Linked DNA regions of Mus musculus: region 1 is linked to region 2. The links are chromatin contacts, called in public promoter capture Hi-C maps. All regions are on one chromosome and are shown on one strand. The core of a region is the stretch at or near the end of the contact, and the rest is flanking DNA. Distances in the headings are between cores, read along the strand shown.

Region 1 (5,532 bases), core at 2,896-5,395, 250 kb before region 2:
ACAGATGCTTAGTGAGGACCTCGGCAGTAGAGGCTCTCGACTTGCTTGACAGCCACTATGCTTGGCCTTCAGAATCCTCAGCTATGGATCTCCCCCAAACCACTATGAGACGCTGTGTCTAGTGGTGCTATGCTTTGTTTGACCATTGTCTTGGCAGATAAAGGTCATTGCTCATCCCTGGGGAATGAGGGACTCTGGAACCCTGAGCATTCACTGTAAGACATGCATAGCTCGTACCAAATGTATTATCTTATTTTCCTGCTCCATTAAAAACAAAACAATACAACAACAAAAACAACCAAATACTAAAAACAGCTGAACATGGAGATATGTTCCTGTAATCCTGGCATTTGAGAGACTAAGCTTGAGTTCAAGACTAGCCTAGAAGCCGGTGATGCACACCTTTAATCCCAGCACTAGGGAGGCAGAGGCAGGCGGATTTCTGAGTTCGAGGCCAACCTGGTCTACAAAGTGAGTTCCAGGACAGCCAGGGGTATACAGAGAAACCCTGTCTCGAAAAACCAGGGCGGGTAAAAAAAAAAAAGACTAGACTAGGCTACATTCTGAGAACAAACTTATCATACAATCTAAGACTTGTGAGTTGTGCCTGGAAATGTCATACTGTCTTCCTCTCATGCTTGGGCACAGGGCTGCATTCACGAGGAGAGCATTGCTGTTCTGCCCTAGGAGGAGGAGCAGCGTACCCTGGCTGACTTTATAAAGTATCATCTGGGTCTAGCCTTCGCCCTTACTTACAAGAATGCTGGCCCAAGTGCTGCTACTACTTCACCTCGTCCAGGGTTGTCTGTCCTCTGACCCTGGGCCTAGGAATAAAGTAATGGATACTGTGGGAAAGCCACCGTGAGATGAGAAGCAAGGAAGCAGGGGCAGGCCATCTCCACACAAGCAAGAGTGCCCTCTAGGTAGACAGTCTCAGCCTTATACTTTGTAGGGAATCTGTCAGTCACAGACACAGAATGTGGTCTTTGATGTTCTCAGAGGATGTGACTGCCCGGGCACGGGCTGCCTGTGCTTGCTGTCGTGCCTACTTCTTGCCTACACCCACTCCTGTTGCTGGGTTCCTTGTCTTCTGCCAGGCCGCCCAGAGTGAGCCGCTGCAGGTAGCGCCTCCACTTGATCGAGTGGAGTCCTGTCTGAGGGAGAGGCTGGCTGAGGGTCTGTTGAGTCTAACAGGATGTAGAAGGACCCCTGGGTAGCATCCAAGATAGCCTGAAGTGACACTCACAGCTGCATCTGTCCTTAGGGGCTTTTCTTGCCTCTCCACCCATACCATGAGTCTCCTTTTCCTTGGATTTTCTGGGTATACAAGTTGGGCTAGGATTTCTGCAGATGCACCATTGTGTGCCTAACCACAGGACAGAAGCCATCGTATCCCTGCAGCTGAAGTGTCACAGTTGTAAGCCGCCACATAGGTTACTGGAAGAGCACCCAGCTTTTTTAACCACTGAGCCATTTCTCCAGCCTCTCCCTTTTCTGTTTTAAAAGTTATATCTTAGAGGACATCTTTAGAGAGTCCGCAGTGGAAACAAGCTTTACATTTTTTCTTGGGTCGTGTTTAGCCTTTCTTTGGGGCTAAACTGCTGCCTTTGGATTTCCTTGTCTGTGAAGGTGCTCCCTTGTGGGCCTCCTTCCTACTAGTCTCCTTTGTCTCCAGCTAGTCCCTGCAAGTTCCTTGTCATTTGGCTAGTTCTTTTTGCCTCTTAGAATTCTGGCTGAGGATTCCATGTTTTCTTGGAGTTTGCCTAGACCTGCAGCCTAAGGAATGTGAGAGCCATTCCCAGCTATGTGTTCTTGACTAGCGTGACTCAGCTCAGACGGCCCAGGGCCCTGGGTGGTGAGGGCCAGGGCAGAGTTTCTTCCTCCAGAGTGCAGCTTTGGTGGCCTGTGTTTGCACTGTTGTACCTGCCATTCTCCCCTGCCATTTAGCTCTGTTGCTGTAGCTAAAGGAGTTGGCAGAAGCTAGACCCATGGTCTTATGCCTGCCTAGCATTGCTTTCTGCCCCTCTTTAAGTCTCTTAGGCTTGGCCTCTTTTACCATTCCCATGGCTGTTCCTTTAGTCTCTCACTCAGTAAGGACCAGTACAGTTGGTTTGGCCTGTAGCATTTACCAAGTCTCCGTATGTGCTGTGAAAAGAGTTGTGAGATTGATTGTGTCTGGTTCAGGCATTAGGGTTTGGCAATCTGCCCACATGCTGTCAGCTAAAGCAGAGGTTCTGAGCTGCACACACCCAGGGTACTGTCATACATGCAGCTCTCTGGACAGCTGCCTGTTCTGGGAGTGTGGCATCACCCAGAGTGTGCATACATGTTCTGCCACCTGGATCTGCTCTCTGGGGATGGGGTGAGACCATTGCTCAGTGAGTCTCCTTGGTCTTTCCTAGGATTACTATGGAATTCCCTTTGCAGCACCCACAGCCCTTGCCAGCCGAGATGGGAATCTAGCTAATAATCCATATTCAGGTTAGTTGGCTCAGCGGGCAAGAGTTGGGGAGGTGATGGGCTGTCCTGTCTAGCCACAGGAGGCCAGAAGGTGGATGAGGCGGGCTGAGGCAGTCTTTGAAGGTGTGAGTACTTGAGCTGGCAGTATGAGCTATTCCTGTTTGTAACAGCTAGCCTGGCCTTTCCCCTGGTAATACAAGGGTCGTTGTTCTTCTAGGTGACGTCACAAAGTTTGGCCGAGGAGACTCTGCATCCCCTGCACCTCCAACGACCCCAGCTCAGGCCCAGCAGAGCCAGTCTCAGACCCACCACACGGCCCAGCAGCCCTTTTTGAATCCTGGTCTGCCACCTGGCTACAGCTATACCGGCCTCCCCTACTACACAGGCGTGCCCAGTGCCTTCCAGTATGGGCCTACTATGTTTGTGAGTATTTCCTGGGCTATGGGTTCTTCAAAAGTTGAAACTTTGGGGATGTTTTCCAGCATCTATCAGCAGCAGATGATGCAGCCACGAGCCCATTGAGTTGCAGCCAGCCTTGGTTCAGGGGTCAGATTGTATTTCCCAGCTCCTTTAGATTCATCATGGATTGCACTTAGGAAACTAGTGGTTCTCTGCGTTCTGACTTATTTTTGCCTGACGCTCAAGCCAAGGCTGATCTCCTCTTTGCATTATTCTTACACTCAAACCTCGCCTGTTTGTCCAATCAGGTCCCTCCAACCTCAGCGAAGCAGCACGGTGTGGCCCTCAGCACTCCCCCGACCCCTTTCCAGCAGGCCAGTGGCTATGGGCAGCACGCTTACAGCACAGGTAAGGACTGCATCACTCCCAGTACTGAGCGGCACATGCTCAGAGAGACCTGCTTAGCCCACACATGCCTCTTGTGCCCTGTCATCCTAGGTTATGACGATTTGACCCAGGGGACGGCAGCAGGAGACTACACCAAGGGTGGCTATGGTGGATCATCTCAGGCACCAAACAAGTCGACTGGTTCTGGGCCTGGCAAAGGTAATGTCAGCTCCTCTCCGGGACTGGAACCTGGAGTAGTAGTCTCCTGTGTGACAGCTGTTTTTTTTCCTAGGAGTGTCAGTATCTTCAGGCACTGGCTTACCTGATATGACTGGTTCCGTCTACAACAAGACACAGGTGAGGTCGCACAAAGGTGGGCACAGTTAGATGGGCGAAGAGTGCAGTTCAACCTGACGGCATTGCCATCTTTATCCTACAGACTTTTGACAAGCAGGGATTTCATGCCGGGACTCCTCCACCATTCAGCCTGCCGTCTGCCTTGGGCTCCACCGGGCCCCTGGCCCCTGCAGCGGCCCCCGGCTACGCGCCTGCCCCGTTCCTGCACATCATGCCGGCCCACCAGCAGCCCCACTCCCAGCTGTTGCACCACCACCTACAGCAGGATGCCCCGGTGAGCGCAGTGATGGAGGCAGCCTCCCCACGTGGGGCCTGGGGTTCTGTTCCAGCCTTTATAGCCTTTTCTCCTCTTCCTCCTCAGAGCGGCTCTGGTCAGCGCAGCCAGCCCAGCTCCCTTCAGCCCAAGTCTCAAGCCTCCAAACCCACCTACGGCAGCGCTCCATACTGGACAAACTAGACCCTGAAAAGGAGGGGGTGGGCTCTGGGCAGGAGGGAACACATGGAGCACCTTCCTGGAGCCCCGTGCCCTTGCTGGGATCCTGAGACAACTGTCAGCTGAGCCCTGTGGGAAGCCTGCCTCCCAGACCCTCTGCTGTGTGTAATGTATTTATGTATGTACTTGTAAATGTGATACAAGCCTGGAGGAGCTGGGCTGTGGTCACGGGTAGCACACAAGTGTGTGCTCCCAGTCCAGACACCCTTACCATAGCCAAGTAGGCCCCACTCCGACCCCTCTGCCTTCAGATCTTCCATGTGGCCCCAGCTCAGTGGGCTGCTGGGTGTGCCACTGAAGGACTGGTGGTTTGGGGCCAGGTCAGTACCAATGAAGAATCACGACTTATCTCATTCCCTGTGAACCATTATGTTTTCTCCTCTGTAATTACTTCATCCTTGTGTTTGAAAAACTGATCCTTCTGTCATTTGTCATGGTCCCTCTTCTAACAAATCTTAATCTGGAAACAGAAGAAATAACCCCTGTCCAGCAGAAGCCTGTCCGTCTGCGCACAGCAGAAGCCTGTCCGTCTGCGCACAGCAGGGCTTCCGCTTTGGGTCTGGTCCTGCTCTGGGGACTTGTCTTTCTAACCAACATTTAAAAACAAAATCTGCACTAGGTCTCAGAGATGTGCAGCCAGTCAGCTCCCTTATAAAGAAATCAAAGATCTGCTTCCATCCATCTCAGTGAAAGCCTGTCTGCAATCAAAGGCTCCCCCATCCCAGTTGTCCTGAGCCAGGTGGACAGCTGTTTCAGGGTTTTCTCTCACCCAAACTCCACCTAATAAAATCCTGAGAGCATTCTTGGTCTCCGTGTTCTGGCTAAGGGGGTGGCTTGGGAGAGGCACTGCCTCACAGGGAGGGTCACTTGAATTGCTGTTCCCTTCTTTCTTCAGGGCCTAAGCTGGGCCTAGTCAATAGTCAAGTTCATGGGCCCAGAGAACAGAGTGCTGAGATAGTGCTGTCCAAACCCCACCTGCCTAGTCTGGGAAGAAGCCGAGTGCCCAGACTCAGAGCTGGAGAGCTGCCGCTGACAGTCACCTGTCCTACCACTGCCTGTGGCTGTTGGTTAAGTCAGAGGTTGGGGGCAGGGAATATTCAGTACCCTGAAGTGTTGGGGCTCTCCAGCTCCACTGTGTGAGACCAGGCTAGAGGAAAGAAGAGTGTGCGTGCCTCATTCAGGATGTTTTAGGTGGGCTCCTTAGGTAGGCAGGGGTTTACTGAGTTTGAGACTGGACATATCTATATGTGGGACACTTTTTTAAAAAGCAGTTCTTTAATGGTCTCAACGTTTTGGGGGAGAATTGGTGATCACGGCATAGTTAGTGATCAAGCCATCAGACACTTAAAGGTTTTGACCCATAGTTAAGGCAAGCATCTGACTGAAACGGGCCCCCGTTTTCTCCTTGCGCCTTCTTCTGCCACCTGAGTGTGCAG
Region 2 (5,330 bases), core at 749-3,248:
GCTTTAAAACTCTCAGGGCTTTCTGTTTGACCATGTTCTGAGGAGAAAAACAGACTTAATTAAAAGAAGGGAACGCAGATGGCACAAGAAGTCTCCCCTATGCTCACACTCCTGCACCTACATGTTTCTTCTGCAAGATGGCAGATGTGGAGGCTCCTTGACTCTACTCTTCCTCTTCAAGCTTCGAGCACAGATAATTCTAATGCCCAGCTGGTACATCTTAGCGCCCTTTGCAACCCATGCTCTGTATCTTCAATTCCTCTTCCTCTCCCTAGGCATTGTACTTCCACTTCCAGCCCCAACAGAGCGCACTGTGTATATCCAGTTGCTTTCCATTTAAATACAACACGTTCATCCGCTATCATGTCCTCATGTTAGAAGCCATTTACAACAGCCCACCAGCCTCCCGCTTTCAGAATCTGGGAACCTCTACATCAACCTTTGATCCCTCTGTTGGTTCTTCACGCAAATTCATCAACTACTACGATATTCTAGATATAATGCCATGTAGGTGACTTGTTATTTAATCCTCACACATTAGTATATATTATCTTCATTTAACAGATGAGAAAATTGAAGCTGAGTGATATCCTGGTTCATACTGTTAAAAAGTTATAAAGTTATGAAAAAAAAAGATACCTATACACCCATAGCCTATTAAGTAGTGTTAGTATCAGAACACTGATCTTACACGCCATATCTAGTCTAACCTGAGTAGCCAGACAACACCCGGATTCTGAGCACAACCAGCTCTCCTCTTCAGAGTCAGACCTTCTCAGCAGAGCATGCCAATTCCCATTACATGTCATCAGCATCTTCTACCTACCACATTAAAACCCAGCCTCCCTCTTGTATATGGCTGTAGCTTCTGTTCCCTGAAGAACAGGTCCTCACAAGTAGCTTCTCTTTACCAGATTTCGTGTATTTTTCTTGTATCCTTCACCAGTCAGTCCCTTCACAGTACTTCCTACAACAGTTGTCACCAGCCTTACCTTAGCAGGACCCTCTCTCATCTTCTTGATTTGATCCTTATATTTCACTAGTTCAGCATCCAGCCGGGAAATCTTTTTGTCAATGGATTCTGCCCTGCTATCCACCTTGGAAGAAAACATCACATGCAGTGGTAATTATTGTAATATGTTTACATGGAAAGGGGCAGAAAGAGAGGGATATGCAAAAGAAAAAAGGAACAATATAGCAAAGGGCAGAAAATAGGGTTTTTCTTAAGGGTGGGGAATTCCAGCCCGAACCATTGGAGGGCTTTCATAAACTCTCTCCCACCTCCTAGATTCTGATATAGCAGCCCTCTCTTGAGGAAAACGATTTGGGATTCTCTCCGCTGGCTGAGATTTCCCAAGTAGGAGAATAGTCAGTTTGGGACTCTGCATGAACGTGCGTGGAATGAACCAATCAACACAGGCTAAGATGAGATCTAAAACCATTTCCGAGATCAGGTTTAATCTGGAAGGGCCAAGATTCAGAATTCTATGCTACTCAGACCCAGGACTAAGGTACAGATATGTTAACCCTGACATGGGTAAGGGGAGAAGAGTGAAAAAGGGTTTTTAAAAGGCCAGGTTAGACAAAGTGGGGTGTAGTGACATAGGGTACGTAGGTTGGAATGTGGGAACCAAAGCGAGGAAGAAGGGGTGGGGCACAGTGGGCATCGGAAAGAGCTAAGTGCAGTAAGGGCGAAAGAATGATGAGATTAGACTGTCTGGTCTCTGGGGTCAGGAATGACCTGGAAAACAGGGATGAAAGGGGTGGGGATGAAGAAGACTCAGGTTTAATGGGCCCGAACCAGGAATGGGGTGGAGTACGAATTCGGGATGGACGGGTCGGAGTGTCAGAGGTATGCAAAGTCAAATGCCCACCGTCCCAATGCAGTCCGTCAAGCTAGGTGGCGGAGCCTTGGGTTTCGCTTTTCCGAAGAATCGGTTCATCTTGGCCGGCTGCGAGGAAACCCAAACACTGGAGGAAAACCAGAAACGGAAGCGTAGTCGCTCTGGTGTCAATTTCCGGCTTCCCCCACCCCATGCGCAGGCGCAGAGTGCTCGCCCGAGTCTCCCGATCCCTTTTCCGTGTTTTCAGCTCCTCCTTCCGGAGAAGGAGCGCGGAGCTCTGGGAGAGGTGGAAAGACTTCTGAAGGAGGGGCTTATGAGGAGGGATAGGGCGGTGCCTTGGCGGAGTGGGTGGGGCTTAGACGCGGCTGGGCGGATAGGGCGGGGCCTGAAGCAGGGTCAGTTCCGAGGGCGTGGCGAGTAGATGGGGCGGAACTGGTGAGTAGTGGGGCGGGGTTGCAAGGCTGCGCGCCCGGTAGCCACCGCTGCGCTGTGAACAAACGCGGCCTGGCGGGTCGCAGCGCCGCGCGGCGACCGCGAGGCGACCGGGAGCCGCTGGGACCCAGGCTGCGCGCCCCTCGGCCTGCCCGGGAGCCGCGCCAGTCGGAGTCCCGGGCCGAGCGGGGCTTGCCTCCCTCTCAGCGTTCCTCTGTGCGCAGTGCAGCCAGCGGGCATGACCGATCCACCAGGGGCGCCGCCGCCGGCGCCTGCAAGCCGCGGGTGAAGAAGAAAGTCCGGCCCCGCTCTTCTCAGAGCGAGAAGGTAGGGAGCAGCAGCAGGGAGTTGACTAGAAGTAAGAAAGTGACCCGTAGCAAGAACGTGACCGGGACCCAGGTAGAGGAGGTGACCAAGATCGAGGAGGCGACCCAAACCGAGGAAGTAACTGTGGCAGAAGAGGTGACCCAGACCGACAACATGGCCAAGACCGAGGAGATGGTCCAGACGGAGGAAATGGAAACACCCAGACTCAGCGTGATCGTCACCCACAGTGAGCGCCAAGGAGGGTTCCGTAGATCGGGTTGGGATATGTGGGTTTGGCCACATGTAGTCTTGGGAGAAAGAAACATGGGTTCTTGGCTATATATATTTGGGGATGTTTTTGCTTAGGGCTGGTGTCAGGACATCTTTCCCTGTGGCCGGTCCCTGGACACTTATTGGATCCTCTATTTGGAAGCAAAGTTGAGTGTGTAACGCTAGTAATCGTGGGTCTTTGTGTCAGGCTTATATTAGGCCTTCTTGTGTGTAGAACTTCCGTGGTTCTGGACATCCACCAGTGTAAAGAGTACGAACTTGGTGCGTGATCCCGCTGTTCCTTATTTACTGAGTAGTGTTTTTGTTGGATGTCATAGAACCGCAGGTTCAATGGGCCGTGAGTCCAAGAGTTACTTTCTGGACATCTGGTTACATCAACACAGAACTAAAAACCTTGGGAAGTACACGAGAAAGCTGAAGCCATGACATTTCCTTAGAATCAGTTAGGAAAGACTAACAACAAACTTTGCTACCTAAACCATGGCTCTATATCCAGCAGTTTTATGAAACTTTGAGATGAATCCCCACCCCCACCCCCCCAAAGGCCTCTTGATGTCTGATCTGTGAGGCACAAATAGGAACTAGGACTCCTTCTGACTCTTGACTGGTTGGGAGCGCAATCTAAAGGTGGATTTGAACTCCACTTACTTAGAAAAGATTGAGTACCTGTTTTAAAACAAAAGAAAAAACCTCTCTGTTGTTGGATTGGTTTCGTTTGTTTGTCTTTGCTAACTAACCATTAACTATGGTGTACATAGGTGTACCCAGTATGAAAGACTTGGAGGAAAACAGTCCCTTGCTGGTGACATCAGGGAAAACAAGACCAATGCCATAGAGACAATAGGACAGCCATGCCACACATGAGGCAGGCAACTTGTGATAGAAAAGTGTGGGCTTTGATGCAAAGCTGGATGCAAGGTCAAATTCTGAGTCAGCAGTTGAAGGTTTCCCCGAGCGAGTCTTAATTAGACTGATAGCTGTTTTCTAATGGTGTCCTGAGGTTTTGAGATAGTGCATAGAACAAGTCTTGTACCGTTTATTCTGTATAATTGCTTAAGATATCAGCCATCGTTAAAATAGTTTTTTTTTTTTTATGTTAGAGGAAACAAATCCTCAAGACAAGCTTTGTAATGGGTAGCGTATGGATAGATGCAAGTGTGACCCTACCCTGAGCAGCCTGACAACCCCTGGATTCCCAGCACAACCGAGCTCTCCTCTCCAGAGTCAGGCCTTCTCAGCAGAACATGCCCGTTCCCATTATAAGCTTCTGAACGTGTGACCAGCATCTTCTACCTAGCTGAATTCAATCTCAGCTCCATAAGAAAACATCAGCTTAGAGTTAGGTTGATGAATGCTCATTGAATGCTTTTCTTTCTCCAGGCAATGAGAGGTATGACCTTCTTGTTACCCCACAGCAAGGTAACAGTGAGCCAGTTGTCCAAGACTTGGCTCAGCTTGTTGAAGAGGCCACAGGAGTTCCACTACCTTTTCAGAAGCTCATATTTAAGGGTAAGTGGTTTTCATTCATCTTTGAGTACTTATGGCTAAAAGATTTACTTTATTTACTAGGGTTTTTTTTTCTTCATGACAAGGTCCCTCTGTGTAGCCCTGGCTGTCCTAGAACTCACTATATAGACCAGGCTGGCCTTGAACTCACAGGGATCCTCCTGCGCATCAGGCGCCTGAGTGCCGGGATTAAAGTCCCTTCCCGGCAAGGGCAGATTTTAAAACTGCCTGGTCTTCCCTGACTTTTGAGTTTTCTGTGTGTGGATGGATGTGTTGCCTGCTTATGTGTTTGTGTACCGCGTGTGTGTGTGCAGTGTCCCCGAAGGTCAGGAGAAGATGTCAACTCCTCTGGAATTGGAGTTAATAGAGGGCTGTGTGTCACCATGTGAGTGCTGGAACCTGCACCCAGATCCTCTGCAAGAACAAGTGCTCTTAACCACGGAGCCAGTTTTCCAGCCCCCATCTTTCAGTTTTCAAGCCAGAACCATTTTCTTTCATTTCTTTATTTAACAAATATTAAGGGACCAGTCTACACTAGACTTTGAAAATATCTGGATTTGAAGTAACATAATGACAGACAGAATTGCTAAGATTTAGATTGACAGAGAGAGAGATCTTTGCCTTTTTTCCCCTGGGTGGGAGAGTGGTGGTCTGTTACAGCCCAAGCTGTCTTGGAACTGGCTATGTAATATACACTGTCAAGCCCTATGTCTTTTTCTTTTTAAAACATTTAATGTCTGAGTTTTAATTTTATCTTTCAAAATTGAGAATGGCAGCACACACCCATAAGCCCAGTACTCTGGAAACTAAGACCAGCTCCATGCCAACTGGGTGCAGTTAGTCTGCCATGCCAGCTCCATGCCAACTGGGTGCAGTAGTCATGCTCTGTCAGAGAAAAGGAAGTGGGGAAGCATGGGAGGAAAGGAGAAGGAAGGAGAAAGGAAAGAAAAG

Evidence for each region. Promoter capture Hi-C pulls out the DNA fragments that hold promoters and counts their contacts.
Region 1: a promoter capture Hi-C map of maxillary cranial neural crest shows a contact between it and region 2. The contact joins the enhancer-like site here to the promoter of Chmp5 in region 2. A contact is called at or near these places in 9 of 39 promoter capture datasets (the C10 cell line, the HPC-7 cell line, cranial neural crest and 6 more), 1 of 484 Hi-C or Micro-C datasets (colorectal tumor organoids), 2 of 115 datasets of contacts at active chromatin or transcription factors (bone marrow-derived macrophages and embryonic stem cells) and 1 of 9 other capture datasets (embryonic stem cells).

What each region holds. Positions count from the first base shown.
Region 1 is chr4:41,193,679-41,199,210 of GRCm38.p6, reverse strand. Ubap2 (ubiquitin-associated protein 2) reads left to right here. Exons shown (of 29, transcript NM_026872.1): 23 at 2,403-2,481; 24 at 2,678-2,883; 25 at 3,168-3,267; 26 at 3,358-3,465; 27 at 3,539-3,603; 28 at 3,686-3,877; 29 at 3,965-4,896. The coding sequence ends at 4,060. Among named protein-coding and RNA genes, the nearest start is that of Gm22888, 6.7 kb to the left of the region's middle. Within about 2 kb of position 4,145, at least 24 of the 459 cell types and tissues checked have an H3K27ac peak or open chromatin away from gene starts, as enhancers often do.
Region 2 is chr4:40,945,221-40,950,550 of GRCm38.p6, reverse strand. Chmp5 (charged multivesicular body protein 5) reads right to left here and starts at 1,998. Exons shown (of 8, transcript NM_029814.1): 1 at 1,875-1,998; 2 at 993-1,097; 3 at 1-37. The coding sequence starts at 1,943. It overlaps Bag1 (BCL2-associated athanogene 1), which reads left to right and starts at 2,257. Exons shown (of 7, transcript NM_001171739.1): 1 at 2,257-2,829; 2 at 4,254-4,382. The coding sequence starts at 2,757.